Linked DNA regions of Macaca mulatta: region 2 is linked to region 1. Evidence: chromatin contacts called from public Hi-C data. All regions are on one chromosome and are shown on one strand. Each heading gives the region's core, a stretch centred on a gene start, on an enhancer-like site or on the middle of the called end of the contact. The rest is flanking DNA. Distances are from core to core; before and after follow the strand shown. Region 1 holds the start of SLC3A2 (solute carrier family 3 member 2). Region 2 holds the start of TUT1 (terminal uridylyl transferase 1, U6 snRNA-specific).

Evidence for each region. A called contact is a pair of places that touch in the nucleus more often than the background predicts.
Region 2: a Hi-C map of fetal cortical plate shows a contact between it and region 1, with 2.7 times the contacts expected there. The contact joins the promoter of TUT1 here to the promoter of SLC3A2 in region 1. A contact is called at or near these places in 4 of 14 Hi-C or Micro-C datasets (CD4 T cells, cortical neurons, fetal cortex germinal zone and 1 more).

The regions. Positions count from the first base shown.
Region 1 is chr14:11,201,321-11,208,140 of T2T-MMU8v2.0, reverse strand. It overlaps SLC3A2 (solute carrier family 3 member 2), which reads left to right and starts at 5,084. Exons shown (of 12, transcript XM_077962507.1): 1 at 5,084-5,333. The coding sequence starts at 5,222. It overlaps LOC718486 (a long non-coding RNA gene), which reads right to left and starts at 5,710. Exons shown (of 10, transcript XR_013403642.1): 1 at 4,822-5,710; 2 at 4,385-4,426; 3 at 4,095-4,178; 4 at 3,848-3,898; 5 at 3,473-3,505; 6 at 2,989-3,035; 7 at 2,761-2,793; 8 at 2,514-2,550; 9 at 2,018-2,079; 10 at 682-1,643. LOC114672513 (small nucleolar RNA SNORD26) reads right to left here and starts at 4,327; the gene lies at 4,254-4,327. LOC114672512 (small nucleolar RNA SNORD27) reads right to left here and starts at 4,043; the gene lies at 3,972-4,043. It also overlaps LOC114672511, LOC114672519, LOC114672510, LOC114672514, LOC114672515 and LOC114672518, and 1 more gene.
Region 2 is chr14:11,472,968-11,479,620 of T2T-MMU8v2.0, reverse strand. TUT1 (terminal uridylyl transferase 1, U6 snRNA-specific) reads right to left here and starts at 3,504. Exons shown (of 9, transcript XM_077962486.1): 1 at 3,335-3,504; 2 at 668-858. The coding sequence starts at 3,416. It overlaps MTA2 (metastasis associated 1 family member 2), which reads right to left. Exons shown (of 18, transcript NM_001266061.1): 16 at 6,421-6,539; 17 at 6,164-6,312; 18 at 5,131-5,939. The coding sequence ends at 5,774.

The DNA of each region.
Region 1 (6,820 bases), core at 3,835-6,334:
CGAGGCGGAGGTTGCAGTGGGGAGATGCCGCTATTACACTCCAGCCTGGGCAATAAGAGTGAAACTCCGTCTCAAAATAAATAAAAAGCATAGATTATTTGGCTAGGCATGGTGGCTCCCACCTATAATCCCACCACTTTGGGAGGCCGAGGTGGGAGGATCCTGAGGTCAGGAGATCGAGAACATCCTGGTTAACACGATGAAGCCCCATCTCTACTAAAATTACTAAAAATTAGCTGGGTGTGGTGGCACACGCCTGTAGTCCCAGCTACGCAGGAGGCTGAGGCAGGGAGAATGGCTTGAACCTAGGTGGTGGAAGTTGCAGTGATCTGAGATCATGCCACCACATTCCAGCCTGGGTGACAAGAACAAGACTCCACCTGCTGGTTAAAGTGAAGGTTTGCTTGAGCCCAAAAGCTTGAATTTGTAGTGAGCTTGTGATCCTGTCACTGCACCCTAGGACTAGGCAAGAGGGAAACTTTAAAAAAAGCTCCAATGTAATGGTATTGTACACACCAAGATGGATGCTCTGCTCAGATCAGGTTAGTCATTTAACATACTGCCTAGCAGGCAGACCCTGTCAAGACCCCAGTTCCAGGGACTTGAGGGAACATGAGAGGAAGCCAGTTTCCCATGGAAATTTACACACTGGTGCTAAGGAGGCACATACAAACAGGACTATGTAATCAATCATTTTATTATTTTCATCAACAACCAATACAGCAACACAAATTGACAGCCACTCCTCAAGGGAACCTTTTTTTGTAGTTTAGAGCAATGCCCTGAATGAGCTACCTACATGGCACACAGTATTTGCAACATGCAAATGGAGACCTAAAGGCTCATGATGGGAATAGAAGGTGGCTCTATACAGAGGAACAGAAATGGAGTTATGGGAAGCTCAATCAACAATTGGCAACAAGCTAGGTCAGTAGTTTGCCAAACTGGCCATCTATGCAGTGCCTGAGTTTTGGTTCTGGGCTTGGATCATGTAAGAAAGGCAGCAAAGTCTGGGTGCCAAGAATCACACCTACAATCCCAGCACTTTGGAAATCTGTGGTGGGAGGATCTCTTAAAGCCGGGGCCTTGAGCGCAGCCTTGGTAGTAAAACCAAGCCCTTGTATCTAAAAAACAAAAGGGCAGGTAGATTCCACAGAAATAATGTTGCAGGAAGGGGGTGATAAAATACAGAAACATTAACACACAGCAAACCCTCAACTGTTTCATTGGCTCCCAGTGTCTTAATCTGTGTCTGCTAACATTTTAAGGTACATCTAAAAGACCCCCTAAACCCAGCAAGCTTTTCATTTAAAATTCCTTCAGTGAGGTACATCTAGGGAAAAAGTCCCTAAAGTGTGCTGATAAATTAGGCTCCTTGAATGCTGCCTTGGAGTAGGAAATGCAGCATTAGACAGACTGCCTAAGCAAGCTGGGTAAAACCCAGTTAAAAATAGCAAACTCTCAAGGGGTCACTTCCTTGTGCCCAGGTAGACCCACCCAAAGGCATGATTCACAGTAAAGCTTTGAAAAAAAAAAAGCAGCCACGCCATTAAGACGACTAAAATTATGCTGTGGTAACTTCAACAGCTAGGTTATCCAAGGACTTGGAAAATTCACCTTCTGATGTCCTCCAAGACAGATTCCTGCAGAGGAAAAACAAAAGTTCTTATTGGATTGGAAAATATGAATGTACACAATAGTTAACACTATGTAACCTAAGAGTAAAAGGTTGCTATTATAAAACCAGTTAAATATTTAAACAGATACCTACCATTTCTTATGCACCTTGTTCTTTACTCAGACCTGGAAAAATTAAAATCAATGTTTTCAACAAGTGCTGATTACTCCCTTTCTTTGTATAGAAATATTTGTCATCCCTCAGACAGTTCCTTCTGGAACAAATCTTCCTCTTTTCCCCCAGCCAGTCCCAGTGGGTTCACCTTTACAGGCTCTGGGACTAGGACAGAGAGTAAGACGTGTGAAAGTTTCTTCATTGGGAATTTTTAGCACAGTCCACCTTACATTTCGGTTTACTCACCTGTAACTGCAGTCTGGAGTCAACAGTAACACCTAGTTTTCCTGCAAAATCAAGAAAAAATCATGTAGTCTTGAGAGACTTTCATTCTACAGTACATTTTACAATCTCTCAACTATATCTGTTGCTTGGCAGACAGAAGTTTCAGGGCACATTTTAGAGGAAACACTACTTAGCCCAAGAACTTCCTATTGGCTGTAATGCCTCCTCAAATAACTTGTAATTTTTAGAAGTTGTCACTGGAAGGCAGGCTCACAGCTCAGAAAATACCTTTCAGTCACATTGATCAGACTGGGGCGGTATTCAACTCATCACTGGTGAGCAGGTGATCATCACTTGGTGGTCCAGGAGATCAAAGATTTGGGTTAAGCCAGTTCTATCTGTACACATCCACCCAGACCACAGTGCTATCACACACAAAAATCACAGAAAATTGTATATAGCAGCCATTGATGGCAGCTATTGCAAAGCCACTTACCTCAAACTCCTCGAGTGCTAGAGAGAAGGTGCTGGCCCTGAAAGGAGGAAGACCAAGTCAGTAGTGCTTCTCCTATCCTGCATTAAGTTGTTCCCACGCATCATTCTTAGAAAATCAGATTTCAGAGTCTCAACAGCAAGTCATCAGCCGAACGAGATTCCATGTAAGTCATCATATATACAGGCCTAAAAAGGCAGTTTTTTCTACTCTATATGCTGGATGCATTGAATACAGTGAAATTACTCACCTTAGAGCCAAAGAGGTTATTGGTTAATAACACCTAGAGAAAAACAAAACTGTGGGTGAAAGATTCCTCAGACATGGTTACCCCCCACTCCCTGCATTCTCCAATTTCTCAGGTGTTCATGTATTTTCACTGTCAGTCATAGTGAGCTAGTTTGATTCATCATAGAAACTGTCTACTTGGTGGCATAAGCGGTAAGGAGCAAAAAAAAAAAAAAAAAAATCAACTAACCTCTCAGCTCTGAAGGTTTTTCAATAGTATATGGCAACAAGCTGCTCCTGAATCAAAAAAATCAATCAATTAGCTAATTATCCCAAACAGCCAAAACTATTTTAGTTACGGTTGCTAGTGGACAAGCTAAGAAAAGGTAACCAAATGCCTCAGACAGCTTATGGAATAAGCTCTCATGCCCTTTTTCAGTTAATCCTGGTGGGTTCACAATTACTGGTTCCCAGGCTAGAACAGGGCTGAGGCAGGATGTTTCCTCCTCATTGGAGCTGAACCGTGGAAACCTACAACTGACAAGCACTAGTCTGACCCTGGGCAGATCAGTGGGCATCTATCTGAGAGAAAAAAGGGGAGGTCTGGAAACATCACTACAGAGAACAAGAGGAACCAGAAAACTTTATGGTTTAAGCAGGCTTTGGTAACAAACATCAAGATGGCTAAGTTATCAATTAGATAATAGGCCCATAGAATTAAAAAAGCAACGTACTGTAAGATAGAGGCAGATTGTCATGAGGAATACCTGGAAAGCAAAGCAAATTAGTTATTTTAAGGTATTAGGATGGAATGAAACTTATTCAAAATCAACAACTGCCATCAGAACTCTAACATGCTATTAATTTTTGTACCTCACAGAACATCAGCTTATCAATTCAAATCATCTGACAGTAAAGTGATCGATATATGGATGAGGATAACAGCGCACCTTTACAAGAACTGTAGTACCGGGTTGCGATCTCGCTTCCCAGAAAATTATCTCAAGAGGAACAAGATGGAAGGCGCCAAAAAACAAAATTGCTTCCGCCGGCCACTTGTTCTCTTGTGAACATTTACAGAGATGACATACACCAATTTGAATAATTACCTGTATTCACCCTGGGAGGCAGCTGAATTCCTCAGGATAGATTATGAGATGCTGTAGACAACAGAGGAAGGCATTTTATGTACCTAAAAATAGTCATTCAAAGACCCCCGAAGACCTCGCTGTCACTTCTCAGTAGTAAGATGACATCACTTATAAGTTCAGCCATATGCTTGTCATTTTGTGTTCATCACGGAGTGGTTATCTAGCAAGGTCTCCTCTGTAAGAGCATAAAAGCATGTACACCTACCTGGAACATTACTGTAACGCTGGCTTTGCAGAAAGATGGGTCTTGTCCCATTCCTTCACCAGTGAGCTTTTGTGGGCTAAACATCTGAAAAAATAACAGCCTTCACTAACACCTCAGACAAATCAATAAGTCCCTGACATTTATTGCGTACAGTACAGTGCTACTCAGAATTTTTGTTTTCTCCACTAATCCATCAGAAAGAGAGAGTTCAGTTTGTAAAATCATCCCCGTAGCAACTTCTACACACTCAACGAAAGAGCAGAGGTTAAGAAATGGCCATAAGAACTTACTGTAACATAGAGCTCTCTTCGATTCCAACGTGCGCGTAAACCCTGCAGACAAGAGTCCAAGAAGACATTAGGTCAACACAGGGCATTTCGAAAACGCTATCTTCTGAGCCGACGGCTAAGTAGGAGGCTTGCAGGGCCCATCTCCTCAGAGTCACTTATCCTCACGGAGCTCAGTACAGGTCTGTGAAAAGGTCCTCATCATAGGGAGGGGACCCGCACGGCCCGCCATCGCCATCTTGTCCTTCACAAAGCCCCGCTGCTACTTAATTTAAGTCTCGAGGCCACCCACAAGACCTCACCCGCCAGTCACCCTGGCTAGACAGCTACAACACAGAAGGCATAGCGCGTGCTATGCGATGTCCGCACAATCGTTCAAAATAAAAGAAACGGACAAAGCACAAAACACTGACAGCTACAAATCTTACGAAATCACTTACCAGCGGCAGTAGAACAATGAGACCGAAATTGGCACGGAGAGACGATTAAATACCATCCCGCAGAGGCCCACGGGATTTGGGGGCGGTGCTATGGCGAGCGCACGCGCATACGTTGACCGCATGCGACCCCGGGGAGTTGTGGGTAGAGAGTTCCAGGGAAGGAGGGCGTGGACAAAGCGCTACCTGAACTTGCGGCGCGAAAAGGGCGCGCATGCGTCCTACGGAACCTCACCGACCGCATTGCGGCTTAGTTTTCTCACCCAGTGCATGTGGCAGGAGCGGTGAGATCACTGCCTCACGCGGATCCTGGACTGACGGTCACGACTGCTTACCCGCTAACCCTGTTCTGAGCTCCCCCTTCCCCCCACACACCCGAAACCTGTGTGCAGGATCCGCCTCCATGGAGCTACAGCCTCCTGAAGCCTCGACCGCCGTCGTTTCGATTCCCCGCCAGCTGCCGGGCTCACATTCGGAGGCTGGTGTCCAGGGTCTCAGCGCGGGGGATGACTCAGGTACTGGATCCCGAGCTAAACTCGGGAGGAGGTCCCCTTTGGGGGAGCCATTTCGGTAAAGTAAGTCAGGGCGTAAGTGCTCCACTGAAGACAGGATCTGATTTTTTTCTAACTGGTCCCCTATGTCCTGCCTTCTGGTGCGTTTTCTTTAGATCTTGGACTACTACGGGCCAGCATTAGCTAACATTTGTGGAGCACCGTCTTAAGCACACTGTATTAATCGATTAATCCATCAAAATCCCAAGAGCTAGGTAGGATGACAGCCCCCTTTATTGATGGGGAACCTTAAAGGGCTCCCGCGGTGCTGCCTGCTGCAACTCCTGCCCGATCACTATGGTTGCAGTCAGCTATAGACTGTTTTACTGAGACCGGACAGCATTAGTTCAGTCGTTCGTGGTAAACATCTACGTGTACAAGCACACTTTATAAACATTTTTTTTTTTCCGAGACAGAGTTCTGCTCTGTCGCCCAGAGTGCAGTGGCGGGATGTCGGTTCACTGCAACCTCTGCCTCCCAGGTTCAAGCGATTCTCCTTCCTCAGCCTCCTGAGTAGCTGGGATTACAGGCTCCCGCAATCATCAAGCCACGCTAATTTTTGTATTTTTAGGAGAGATGGGGTTTCATCACGTTGGCCAGGCTGGTCTCGAACTGCTGACCTGGTGACCTCCTGCCTCAGCCTCCCAAAGTGCTGGGATTACAGGCGTAGGCCACCACACCCGGCCTGGCTCAGCATTTTGGGAGGCCAAGGTGGGAGGATCTCTTGAACCCAAGAGTTCAAGACCAGCCTAAGCAACATAGTGAGAAACCGATACCCATCTCTACAGAAAAATAGAAAAAATTAGCCAGGAGCGGTGGTGCATGCCTGTAGCCTCAGCTACTTGGGAAGCTGAGGTGGGAGGATTGCTTGAGCCCAGAAATTTGAGGCTGTAAGTGAGTTGTGATCAAGCCACTGCACTGCACTCCAGCCTGGATGACTGAGTGAGACCCTGTCTCAAAAAAAAAAAAAAAAGTGGGACAGATAAACTATGGAAAATCAAGATGGCCCAGAGTAGACAGACAAGGCTGGGGAGGTTGTGAGTGGGAATGGCAGTTGGGAAATGCTTTATAGAGTGTCTGGGCCTGAAAGGGTTGAAAGACTCCGGAGGGGAATTCCAGTTAAAGAAACAACTGGAGCACAAGCTTGGTGCAAGAAAAAGAAAGAAGTGTGTGGCTACAATTCATGAAAGATGGGCAAAAGGGGAGTATTAGAATATAAAACTGGAATGTATTTCCTGGGGAAAGCCACATAAGCAGGACCTTGAGAGCAAAGCTAAATCACTTGAATCATAGATAGAAAAAAAAAACCAGGGAGAGTTTTTAAGTAGGAAAGTGATAAGACATTGGGGGATAAGATGGAGACAAGGTCATTAATTAGATTGCCATAGTAGTTTAGGCAAGAGGATTCAATACTAGCAAGTGTAACGGCAGTGGAAGTGGAAAAGAGGGGA
Region 2 (6,653 bases), core at 2,255-4,754, 270 kb before region 1:
AAAAACTAGTCGGGCGAGGTGGCAGGCGCCTGTAGTCCCAGCTACTCGGGAGGCTGAGGCAGGAGAATGGCGTAAACCTGGGAGGCGGAGCTTGCAGTGAGCTGAGATCCGGCCACTGCACTCCAGCCCGGGCAACAGAGCGAGACTCCGTCTCAAAAAAAAAAAAAAAAAAAAAAAATTCAAAGGGCGGGGGAGGTGTGAGAAGCTCCCAAAGTTGGCCAAGCCCAAATACTGTGATGTCCATCAAGAACAAGCCACATTAGGAACCAGCTCAAAGAGGCTGTTGGTTTCTCTCTCTTGTCTCTTTGGTACACAGCACATCTGATTCATTCTTTTTTTTTTTTTTTTCTTTTTTTAAGATGGAGTCTTGCTCTGTCATCCAGACTGGAGTGCAGTGGCACGATCTCAGCTTACTGCAACCTCTGCCTCCCAGGTTCAAGCAATTCTCCTGCCTTAGCCACCCAAGTAGCTGGGACTACAGGCATGCGTCACCACACCCAGCTAATTTTTTATTTTTAGTAGAGATGGGGGGGTTTCACCATGTTGTCCAACTCCTGACCTCAGGATGGATCCGCCTGCCTCAGCCTCCCAAAGTGTTGGGATTACAGGCGTGAGCCATCGCACCCAGTCCTGATTCATTCTTTACCCCGAGAGCCATTCACTTTACCTTGTCCTTGTCCATGACAACACTGGCCACAGGTCCAAATGCTTGGAAATACTCAGAGAGCTGAGCAGAATCCACATCCCTGGGAAAGCCACTGACAAATACACTTCGAAGTCCCTGGGCCTTTCTCGCAGCTCGTAGTTCCACCAGGTGCCGGTGCTTTCTGCCTCCCAAGTGGGCATCAAGGCTGGGTCCTGCAAAGACAAGTGTGAGATAAAAACATCCAAAGCACTCTTCAGCGTGTCTGCCTTTGCTCTCTGCATACCTAAATCTTACTGATCCTTCCAAGCCACAGAAACTGTGACCTTTGACTAAACAAAGTCTTGGCTCCTTTCACCTTCCTCTCTTATACATTTGTCTAAATAGTACATTCTTTTTTAAAAAATTTTTTTTAAAAGTCTCACTGTCACCCCCGCTGGAGTTCAGTGGCACAGTCTCCACTCACTGCAATTTCTGCCGCCCAGGTTCTACAAATTCTCCTGCCTCAGCCTCCTGAGTAGCTGGGACTACAGGTGTGTGTCACCACGCCTAGCTAATTTTTGTATTTTTAGTAGAGACAGGTTCCCAGGAGAACTGGCTACACTATAAGTATTTCGTTTATTTTTACTTAAAGAACTGTGTGATAGTAAAGTCCTTCTTAAACCACCTATTTGTGCTAGGTAGAGCTGGAAAGAAATTAACAGGTAACTTATCCAGGTCATCTACAGAAGAACTAAAAAAATTCAGATCCTAGAATACTTCGTGGATCATCTCTGGACATGGTATGATACAGTGATGTCAAGGGCAGGATCTGAAATCACATTGCCCAAGTTCAAATCCCAGCTCTGTCAAGCTGTGTGAGACCTTGGTCAAGTCATGAAACCTCACTATGCTTCAACTTCCTCAGATATAAAATGGAAATAACAGTATCTAGCACCTCACACACAGGTATTATTCACATGTATCACTTGGCAGAGAGTCTGGTACATGGTAAATGTTGAAAAACTAGCCATTGCATGCCGGGCGCGGTGGCTCAAGCCTGTAATCCCAGCACTTTGGGAGGCCGAGACGGGTGGATCACGAGGTCAGGAGATCGAGACCATCCTGGCGAACACGGTGAAACCCCGTCTCTACTAAAAAATACAAAAAAATAGCCGGGCGAGATGGCGGGCGCCTGTAATCCCAGTTACTTGGGAGGCTGAGGCAGGAGAATGGCGTAAACCCCGGAGGCGGAGCTTGCAGTGAGCTGAGATCCGGCCACTGCACTCCAGCCGGGGCGACAGAGCGAGACTCCGTCTCAAAAAAAAAAAAAAAAAAAAAAAAAGAAAAACTAGCCATTGCTATTATTTTATTATGAGTTAGCTGCTTGATGTCACTAAAGTAAATGTGGGGCCAAGGAAGACTCCTACGTTTCTGGCTTGGCTTACTGGATGAACAGTGATAGTGCCATTCACAGAGAAAAGGAAGAATGGAAGTAGACCCTGTTTAGGGAAGATTGTGATTCCAGACTTCAAAAGTAGGGCCGGGCACATTGGCTCACACCTGTAATCCCAGCACTTTGGGAGGCCAAGATGGGAAGATCGCTTGAGGCCAGGAGTTGGAGACCAGCCTAGGCAACACGGTGAAACCCCATCTCTACAAAAAATTAAAAAATTAGACAAGGCCGGGCGTGGTGGCTCACGCCTATAATCCCAACACGTTGAGAGGCGGAGGTGGGCGGATCACGGGATCAGGAGACCAAGACCATCCTGGCTAACACGGTGAAACCCCGTCTCTACTAAAAATAAAAAAAATAGCCGGGCATGGTGGTGGGCACCTGTAGTCCCAGCTACTCGGGAGGCTGAGGCAGGAGAATGGCGTGAACCTGGGAGGTGGAGCTTGCAGTGAACCGAGATGGCGCCACTGCACTCCCAGCCTGGGCGACAGAGCGAGACTCCGTCTCAAAAAAAAAAAAAAAATTAGCCAAGTATGGTGGTACACGCTTGTAGACCCAACTACTTGGGAGACTAGCTGGGGGTATCACTCTGCAGCTGAGGTTGAGGCTGCAGTGAGCCGAGATCACACCACTGCACCGCAGCCTGGGTGACAGAGCGAGACCTTGTCTCAAAAAAAAAAAAAAAGTGGAATTTGAAGTTACAGTGAACCCCTTCTCTGTCATACAAGAACCTTGTCCATTTTTCCAAACCCATCTTCTGTCCCTTCCTCACTGGTATCTTATGGTCTAGTCATTCATGCCATCTATTTCATCCGTCCCCGCCTTTGAGTAGGTCCTCTGTAGGGCTTCTCTGATTTAGTTATTGATTCTCTGTGGTCCCACAGTTCTCCAAACATATCTATAAAGCATTGAAACTTTCTCCATCTCTAAACGGTGAGCTCCTTCATCTCTGAACCCCCTTCCCCCACCCTAAAGATCAGCAGAATACCAGGCACAGAGCATATGTCCAATAGATGATGGTTAAAGAAGGAATAAAACAATGAAACGCGTTGTGGAGATTTCGTATACTGAGAAGGAGTGTAATGTGGTGGGACTTTCCCGACTCTCCAAATCCCCTCGGACTTGCGGAGTAAAAACGCAGGTGAGAGACCCTACCAACCGACCTGACAGGAACGATTACCTATAACCCTAACTTTCGCCAGGATCAAAAGACGAAAGCCCGCAACCACCCGGGTCCCTCACTAGCCACCGCTTACGGTTGGCTGTAGTAACGTGGCAGAGGCAGCAGCGGAAACCCCCACGTGGCAGCGATTCGACATCCGAATCCACCGCCGCCATAGCGACTCTCCTGTACCGACAAAAACACAAGCACCTCTGCCACGACCGGAACCCACTTCTCTGAAGCTCAACGCGCTCGGAAGCTACTTCCGCCGGTCCGATAGGAAGTGACATAAGTCGTCCAATTGAGCGGACACACTCCTCCGGAAACCAAGCTCCTTCGACTCCGGGTTCCGTTCCTAGCCGCTGTCGAGTCCCCGCCCGTTTTAGGAAAAGCCGCGCGTTACGATGCTTATCTGCATGCGGCAAGCCGATTGGTGTGCTTTAAGCTGTTCAGGCGTTGATTGGCCCAAAGCGTCGTGAATATTTATGACAGCAGCCACAAAGGCCGGCGCCGGGTAGCGTCTAGCTGCAGCTCCTTCACCCCGCAGTAGATACCCTTGTGTCTGTACCCTCGACCCTTATTTACCCGACGAATAAAGGCAGAGGATCGGCGGCTTCCAATCCTTTGCCCCACGGAGCCCAGGGCTGTTCCTGGACTTCCAACCTTTTCAGGGCTGTTACTCCCTCCCTCCACCCCCTGTCCTCTCGCAAAACGGGTGTTCTGCGACTGCTTCTAGCCCTGGTTGGGGAGCTCTGCCACCACCGGGCACCTTCCGGACTCCACAAGGTCCCTGGAGCCAGGCCCATTCCTTCCGCAGTAGTGGGCTGCGTGGTGTACTCCCGAGGAGCCAGAGCCACTGGCGTACCCCAGAGCAGTGCGACAAGACAAAACCGAGTACCGGTAACTGAGTGAAGACACTGGAGGGGGCGAATGCTGTCAAAGCCCATCTGGTATAATTGTCAGTTCCTCCCAACACCGCCGAGGTGTAGGCTCAGTACAGGGAGGGACTAGAGGAGCTGGGGATGCCCTAGGGACAGGGATCATAAGGAGGTGGAGAGGACTTTCAGATGGGCTCAGCCCACAGCTTTGAATGGCGCAAAGAGCAGTGGACCGAAGGCAGACACCATGGTCTTTGACCTTGAGCGAGTCACAACTGCCGAGGCTGTTCCCCATCTCTAAAGGAAGTGCCCAAGGAGCATATAGTAGGCTGAACTTCTTGTTGTCTCTCCTAAGGTGTTCCTTCTAATGGGCCCTGCTCAGGCATCTAATCTCAGTGTCCCAAACCTTTCAGGCAGGAAACGGTGCTACAGTGGATCAGGGTATCAAGGCAGTTGCTGAGACTGGCCTTGAGGATCCTGAAGCAGCAGGCTGTACACATACACCCAGAGGTGCTCGAGTGGTTCAATGGTAGAATTCTCATCTGCCAAATACACCACACAGCTAGGTGAGGAGATCCTCCTATAACCCCATCACCACCACCAAGGTGGTATACATGTTACCCTGGCTGCCAGCAACTTCCAGAATTCCTTAAGTGAAAGGGAGAGGGGAGTAAGAGGTGGGAAACAGAGGAAGAAACACCCCCATTCTCCTTTCCTATGGAGGCCACCAGTCATCCAGAAAGCTCATCTCAACTCCTGTGAAGGAATCTGGGCCAAGATGGTGCTTGGGCTCCATCACCACTGGGAGCTGGGGAGCAGTTTGGATCCCACAAGAAGGCTAGCTGGAGCAAGCCGCCTCGGTCCAGGCTGCATATCTCATAAAGCTGTTCCCAAGGCAAGAACCATCTGTACCTCCTTTGTTGTCCTTTGTCCTTTATTTTCCCTGTCAAAGACACCCCCAACACACACACAACACACACCCATGGCAAAGAACAGCTGAGCCAGGAGAAGCTGAAGAAAACAGCTTTTTATTTGTTACTATAAGAACCAATTACAGAATCCGAGGTTAAAAAAACGGACAAAAGATCTTTATTTCTGAGAACTGGCGTACAAAAGGCGGAGGGGGAGGGGAGGGAAGGAAAGAGCGAGCATGGCCTGGGGTTGATGCCAGCTTAGGGGCCTCAAACTCCAATTAGGATAGTCCGGACACCGGACAGAAAGAGAAACCCCCAATTAGGAAAAAAAAAAAAAAGACATGGCAGTGCACGCCCCCCTCCCCCAACCAGGTACCACCACCTGTTATCTGTTTACTCTTCCCCTCCCCATCCCCTTTCACAAAGGGAGGCAAAATTTTTAAAAAATTAAAAAACCCTCCCCCCAAAACTGTCCAAGACATCTGTGGGTCCTACCCCCCAAAACAGGCTAGGTTCCCACATGGGCCAAGTTCCTGCAGTCTGTCCTCCATCAGCAAGCATGGAGGCATGAGACAAGTCTCGAGGTTGTAACACCAGAGGGCGCCCAACCCCTCCAGGGACGCACACTCACTTGCTCTCTTCCTTACTCCTCACTCCCTTTGACACGAAAGGGAAGGGAGGTTTGGGTGCCCTGGGCATCCACCCTCTACCTCTCAGCCCACCTCCCTCCCCCACAGGTGCTCAATCCTCCAGGACAATAGGCTCATTAGTGCTGGCAGGATGTGAGGGTGCAGGTAGAGGGACAGGGGGCCGCACTGCCATCAGCGTTGGCTTCACCTTCAGGGGCAAGTTGGGTCGGCGAGCAGCTCGCCGCATTTCCAGATGGGTCAGAGCCTTCCGCAGGGCCCTGGCCAGAAAGAGCAAGTGAGAAACAGAAAAGGCTTAGAGAACACTAAGCCCTCCAGGTGAAGCCCCACATTCCACACTGCAATTCTGCCTTCTGGCCCATTCTTTTCTGGCATCCCCACCCTGCATCCACAACCTTCCTAGAGCTCTTGCTCTGAAACTCCTACTCCCCACACTCACAGCCTGGACTGTCCCTCTCAGCCCCTCCCATGGTAGACTCCCTACCTGGTATCCTTTGTGGCCACAAACACCACAGGATTGGGGGCATCAGCAGGGTTTAGTTTCTGACGCTTGGCGGCTGGCTGTGAGCTTGAACGAATCCCTGAAGCCAGAGGCCTTCCATTGGCAGAGAAAGGAACCCCTGCCCCTGCCATCTGGAAAAGAGGCAGGATGGCACAATGAGGGAAGGGACCCTCTCAGACTCCTATGAGAAACAAAAGCCCACCCAACTCAGCTTGGCCCACCCCTTTCTGTCAACTCACAGTCTCATAGGCCCGTTTCACCATAATGCCCCCCAGTCCCCGGTTCTGGGACAGCTGGTTTCTGTTGATCGGTGTCTTGGTACCCCGAGGTGTTTTTGGTTTCAGGGGTGCCTGGGCCACTGGAAAAAAAGTAATAGAAAACTTTCACACCTTTTCTTCCCTACACAGTTCCCCTTTGTTACTTCCATCTCTTCCCCTGGACCAGCAGTTTACCTGGGCATCCCCAAAAGTAG